2 separate regions of the Oryctolagus cuniculus genome follow, and region 2 is linked to region 1. Evidence: chromatin contacts called from public Hi-C data. All regions are on one chromosome and are shown on one strand. The core of a region is the stretch at or near the end of the contact, and the rest is flanking DNA. Distances in the headings are between cores, read along the strand shown.

The links. A called contact is a pair of places that touch in the nucleus more often than the background predicts.
Region 2: a contact with region 1 is called in a Hi-C map of an unstated tissue, with 2.2 times the contacts expected there. The contact joins the enhancer-like site here to the promoter of ACTN1 in region 1. A contact is called at or near these places in 3 of 6 Hi-C or Micro-C datasets (psoas muscle, skin fibroblasts and an unstated tissue).

Annotation. Positions count from the first base shown.
Region 1 is chr20:14,857,709-14,860,552 of mOryCun1.1, forward strand. It overlaps ACTN1 (actinin alpha 1), which reads right to left and starts at 1,409. Exons shown (of 22, transcript XM_002719521.5): 1 at 978-1,409. The coding sequence starts at 1,082.
Region 2 is chr20:14,976,196-14,979,039 of mOryCun1.1, forward strand. The region is part of intron 6 of DCAF5 (DDB1 and CUL4 associated factor 5); the gene reads right to left. It overlaps LOC127484648 (a long non-coding RNA gene), which reads right to left. Exons shown (of 2, transcript XR_007911780.2): 1 at 1-2,844. Among named protein-coding and RNA genes, the nearest start is that of DCAF5, 67 kb to the right of the region's middle. Within about 2 kb of position 1,481, at least 1 of the 8 cell types and tissues checked has an H3K27ac peak or open chromatin away from gene starts, as enhancers often do.

The sequences.
Region 1 (2,844 bases), core at 159-2,658:
GGGCTCACCGCGCGGACAGGAAACCGCAGCAGGGTTGGGGCGCCCTCTCCGCTCCTCGCCCCCCGCCCCCCGCAACAAGAGTGGGTTCCGACCTCTTCCTGCCCCTGGACACTCTGCGGGGGTCCCCTTGCCAGCCCCATGGAGGAGCGAGCAACCCGCACGCGGCTAAGCGCGGATAACCACTGACAGACCCCGAACATCCCCCGGGGACAGACCCTCGCCCCGCAGCCCCTCCGCTCGAATCCAGCCGGGAAAAGAGCGGGGGCCGGGGGAGCAGGACGCCGACGCAAGCCATGTGCGGCTCGCAACCACCAGCCTCCGGAGTGAGGCAACCAAACCGTTCGCAGTCCTGACCCCGCCCCCACAGGGCCCTCAGCGGAGCCCGCGGCCGCCCCCCGGGTGTCTCCACCACGACCGCTCTCCAGCGGATTCACCTCCGGGCGGGTCTCGAGGTGACCCCCAACCCCTCTGGCCGGCGAGCTGGGGACACAGAGTCCCAGGCAGCTGGCTGGCCCCGCAGGTACTGAACCCACCGCTGCCCAGGAAGCGCGCAGCCACCGCACGCCATATGGAGAGCCGGCCAGGGGGCGGGGGAGAGAATGGAAAATCGATCCCGAGCGAGCAGCCTTCGAGCCGGGGTCCCGGCCCCAGGCTCCAGAGCTGCGCCCCCGCGCCCTGCCCACGCAGGGATGGTGGCGGCGACTGCGGCGGGGCGGCCTGGATCGCGGGCCCCACGGCGACCTGCCCGCCGGCTACGCCAGCTCCCCGTGCTCGGGCTCGGCGTTCGCGGGCTCTGGGGCTTGGGCGCTCCCCCTTCCGCCCCGCGCCTGTAACCCAACACCCAAGCCCGCCGCCGCCGCGCCGCCCCCGCCACTGCGCGCCCGGAACCCGCTCCGAGCCGGGAGCCGGGAGCCGGGAGCGCGGCGGGCGCAGCACGGCTAGGCTGGGGGCTGCGGCGAGTGGGGGCGGCTGCTCACCTTTCTCTGCTGCTTCTCCCAGGCCGGGTCCAATAGCAGGTCCCGGTCCCAGTCTTCCTCCGGCTGCATGTAGTCGTTGGTCTGCTGGGAATCATAGTGGTCCATGGTGATGGTGCGCGCGTGCTAGGGGCTGGAGTTCTTCCTCCACCTTCTTCCCCGGGGGACCCAGGCGGCGGCGGCTGCCCCGGCGTGGAGAGGACGTCTGGCCGGGCTCTGGGCTGGGCTGGCTCCCCTGCGCCCGGATCTCCCGCGGCGCTGCTCACGGAGGGTGCTGCTGCTGGCGGCGACGGCGGCGGCTGGATCTCCGGAGCCCGCGGGCTGCCTGCCTGCCTGCCTGGGCGCGGGCGCTCGGACCAAATCCCCACGCACACTGAGCAAGGCGGACACACTCGCGCTGCGGGAGCCGAGGAGGGCGGGGGCGGGGGCAGGGGCAGAGCCCTCCCGAGGTTCCCCATTGGCCAGGCCGAGTTGCCCAAACTTCCCCCCATCGCCTCTCATTGGGAATTCCTGGCATCCGTCAGCAGGGCCGCGGCGCACATAGGTGGACCTGGCAGCCCCCTCTCGGCGCGCAAGGCCCCGCCCACTCCCCGGTTCCCACTCCCCCGCGGCTCATGTGACACCAGCTTAAGCTGAACGGGACCGCTGCCTGGGGACGCCTCTCGGAGCTCGGGAGCCCCCTGAGCCGCCCGCGGGGAGCCCCCTGAGCCGCCCTCGGGGAGGCCCCAGGCTGGAGCGAAACGGCGTTCGTGCGCTCCCACGCGTGCTGTGAGCCCCGAGCCCAGGCGAGGCGGGGGCCCCGAGGTGCGAGGGAACCACCCCCCACCACCACCGCGAGCATTTCACTTTCTCTTTCCCAGGGCACCTGGGTCCCGGCAGGTCGGGCCCCTAAGAAGGGGGGCGGGGAGGGGCTGCCACGGAAAGGAATTTCCTGATTCCGGCCCCCCCAGCCCCGCCCCGGCTGGTCCCCGCCCTGCGGGACCAGGTTTCTCGCCGGCCAGCGGCTCTTAGAGGCCAGCGAGCGGCTTCGCTGCAGCTCCTCTGCCCCGGGCCTCTTCCCAGGTCGCCGCTTCCCGGAATCCCCCCCGGGCACGCCCCGCAGGCTGGCCTGGCGAGGGGCTACCAGCGTGTGGCCAGCGTCCTCCCTCGCCCTCCCGCAGACCCCAGCACCGTCCTGAAAACTGGGAGCGAGGGCCCGCAGGGATCTCCCTTGTCCACGCCCCCTCCCACCAGCACACACCTCGCGGATGGAGAACCCGAGGCTGCGAGAGCTAAGCTCCCAGAGAGAATGCTTTAGCAGGCTCGGACTCCGCAAGCCGGTCCTGTAACCTAACGCCTGACCAACAAAGCCTCATTGTTACTGGAGGAGGAAAGAGGTCAAGATGGACTCAGCACCTCCAACTTCTGCTTCGTACCTGGCTTGCACTTCCTTCTTTGGACTTAGGAAGCGGAAGGTCTCAACCCTGCGGCAGCGGCCGTGAGAGACCCGGGGAAGCAGGGAGCATCACGGGGAGGGGGCGATGGGGGGGGAGGGCGGGCATCGAGGTCCGAAGAAGAGCAGCGAGCCAGCTGCCCAGAGGTTAATGCACACTGCTGCGCACGGCAGGAGCGCTGGGTTTCCGCAGGCGGCTCTCAGGGTCCTGGGGGATGGGGGCGGGGCTTGGTTCCAGGACCCCGAGGATATGAAAATCCTAGGATGCGCAAGGCTCTTATTGAAATGACAGTGTTTGCACATCCACAGTCCTCCTGGGTGCTTTAAGTCACCCCTAGATGACGTAGAATACCAGTGCAACGGGAATAGTTATTAGACTGTACTGTCCAGGGGATAATGGCAGCGAGTAGAAGAGTAGGTAGATATCCCTCATCTTTG
Region 2 (2,844 bases), core at 231-2,730, 120 kb after region 1:
CCGCACATCTACTTTCTGTCGGCCCAGACACTAGGCCTCCTGGGAACAGTGCCCCCAGGCAAAACAAGCTTGACCACTGTGCCATCAACAAGCTCCCCCTGACCACTGTCTGCTGTGAAGAACACAGAAGACAACATCACACTTGAGTTCCAAGTGGATGTCAAGGCCAGCGAGCACCAGATCAAACAGCCTGTGAAGGAACTCTACACACTGACGTGGCCAAGGGCGATGTCCCAGCAAGGTCAATACTCTGGTCAGACCTGACCAAGAGAAGGAGGCATGTTTGACGGGCTCCTGACTATGATGCTTTGGATGTTGCCAACAAAACTGGCATCACCTAAACTGAGTCTGGCTAATTCTAGATATGTTTTTTCACCATAAAAAAAAAAGTGTATCTGGAGTTGGTGTGTGTGGCACAGTGGTTTCAAGTTGCCCCATTCCCATATGAGAGTACCTGTTCGAGTCCTGGCTACTTTGTTTCTTATCCAGCTTCCTACTAATACGCATCCTGGGAGGCAGCAGGTGATGGCTCCCTTACCTGCGGGAGACCCAAACTGAATACTGTGCTCCCGACGTCAGCCTGGCTGGGCCCTGGCTGTTGCAGGTATTTGGAGGGAGTGAATTAGTGGATAGAGCTCTCTTTCTCTCTCTCTTTCTGTTCTTTTCTGTTTTTCTTTCAAATAAAATGAAAATAAAAAATAATAAAGAAATCTATTCCTTTAAAAAAAGTATGTGTGTGCGTGGGTGTATCTATCTGTATTTCAGACCAGGAAGAACACATGGAGTGCTAGACCCCCGGTGGTCTTAATCAGGGTGGCACGGAGTTCTTTGATGAGCAAAGCTACACCTTTACTGGGTGTTGTTCGCGTCTGGAGAGCACTTACTGGTGCATTCCTGTACCTCTGCTATACCCACATAACATCAACACAGAGAGGCTGAGTGCTGATGTAATGTCTGGGGCCAGGCCATGCATTCAAGCCATTTTATTGGATTCACAAGGTACAAGTCAGCTCTTTTCTCCAGGGAATGGGATAGGATGCTTTTATTATCACAATTTGGGGAGGGGGCGGTTCTTGCCATTTATCAAGTTCAAAAGAAGAACCTGTGTAAGACTGCATTGCTCAGGACCACCAGTGCTCAGGCTTCTTAGGGAAACTTGATTACACTTTCTGCCCACCCCATCTCTCTTTCAGGAAGATGTAGGAGCTATGCAGGCCAGGCACAGAGAAGATCTGCAAATGACCAGGCTATCCATTTCCAGGCACACATGCCTGTTAGCTTGAAAGACTTTTTTCCCAGAAGGCTGACACACTCCGCTGGACTCACAACCTAGGACAAGAGCCATTTAAGGAATTGTAAAAGAGTGGGGACAAGAGCCAGTGCTGTCCTCCAAGTGTGTCCCAGAAGAGCTAGCAGGTGAAACACTGGCATTCTTTTTTAACCCTGCTAAGAGCCTGGCTCACTGAAGGCACAGAGGAGTGTGTAGAAGTAAGAAGGCACGATGTAGGCAGGCAGGCTTCAAGGAGAGAACAAAGCCAAACTCCAAGTACAATGCAGAAGCAAGGGGGAGAGCCTGGGCTTCCGGCAGCCTCCAGAGGAATGTGGTTCTACTGTAACATTCCTCAGTATAAGGTAAGAACAGAAGGTGGGCCGGCTTAAAAAAAAAAAAAAACACGGAAGTCTTTAGTGGAGCTAATTGTTTCCATTGGTACCCAGCCAAAGTGATGTCATTCTATCATCTGATCTCATGGAAGGAGTTATTAAAATCAAACAATTAAAATATTACACTAGAAATAAACAAGCCATATGGTACATACAAAATGAATAAAAGTCTCAGAGAGGGGACTGTCTGGCAAGATCATGAGAAAGTGTCTCCCACAGCATCCGGGGCGCAGCAGGTGCTCAGCAAAGCATCTGCATCGAGGGGATGGGCACAAGGTTAGAAGGAGCTCAGCAGGGGCCAGGAGGAAGGGATCTGTCTCCACTCATCCACAACTTAGTGGCCCACAGACCATGGAACCAAACAGGAGAAAAAATATCCTGCTGAAAGAAACAAAGAGGTTTCAAACTAGTGGCTGTTGAGAATAGGTATGGTGCGCAGATTTATTTCATTCATACAGTGAAGTATGGTTTGTTGCATAACTAAAAATCATGAGACATCACATAAAAAATCTACGTTGCCTTGAAAAAAACCAAAGGCCCCGGCCACCTAAGGCCCACATGGCAACAATGGGCTGGAACTCAACAGAAGCCGCCCTTTTAGATGGGACATCGGTTTTTCCAATTAACCACAGTTCCCATCACTTCCTATTGTTACTCTCAGCCCAATTCATTGACTGTCACTGCCTGTCTTGTTCCTATTAGCATCAAGTTATGAACATTTATAGAGTGAAATGAAATATTTATACTGAGAGCCTAGAAATTTGGGTTCCATTCTGGCGCAGGTTGTATATTTTGTGACTTGCCTAAACTAGCCTTTCTTAGTTTCAGTTTTGTCTGGTTTTTGTCAGCTTTGTACAAAATGATCTTTAATACTCTTGTAATTAGAACTCATCTACAAAGGTGGCAATGAGCATGGGGAAGACACAAATTGGGCTTAGCATATTTCACACTTCATTCCCTGAATCCAATTCCTTGAAATGTTAATTTCATTTTGAGGCTAATGAATTACCTATTGAGCCTAGAATAATCTTAAAAAAGTACAGGCTCTCTGGCACAGTATCGAGGTCCATTTGTGTGGACTGACTAATCTCATCGTAATTAAAAGCCAGAAGACTTGTCTCGCATAGATAGGATCCCTGACTGCTTTTCTTGTCCTTGTTCATTCCTATTATGGAAATTCTC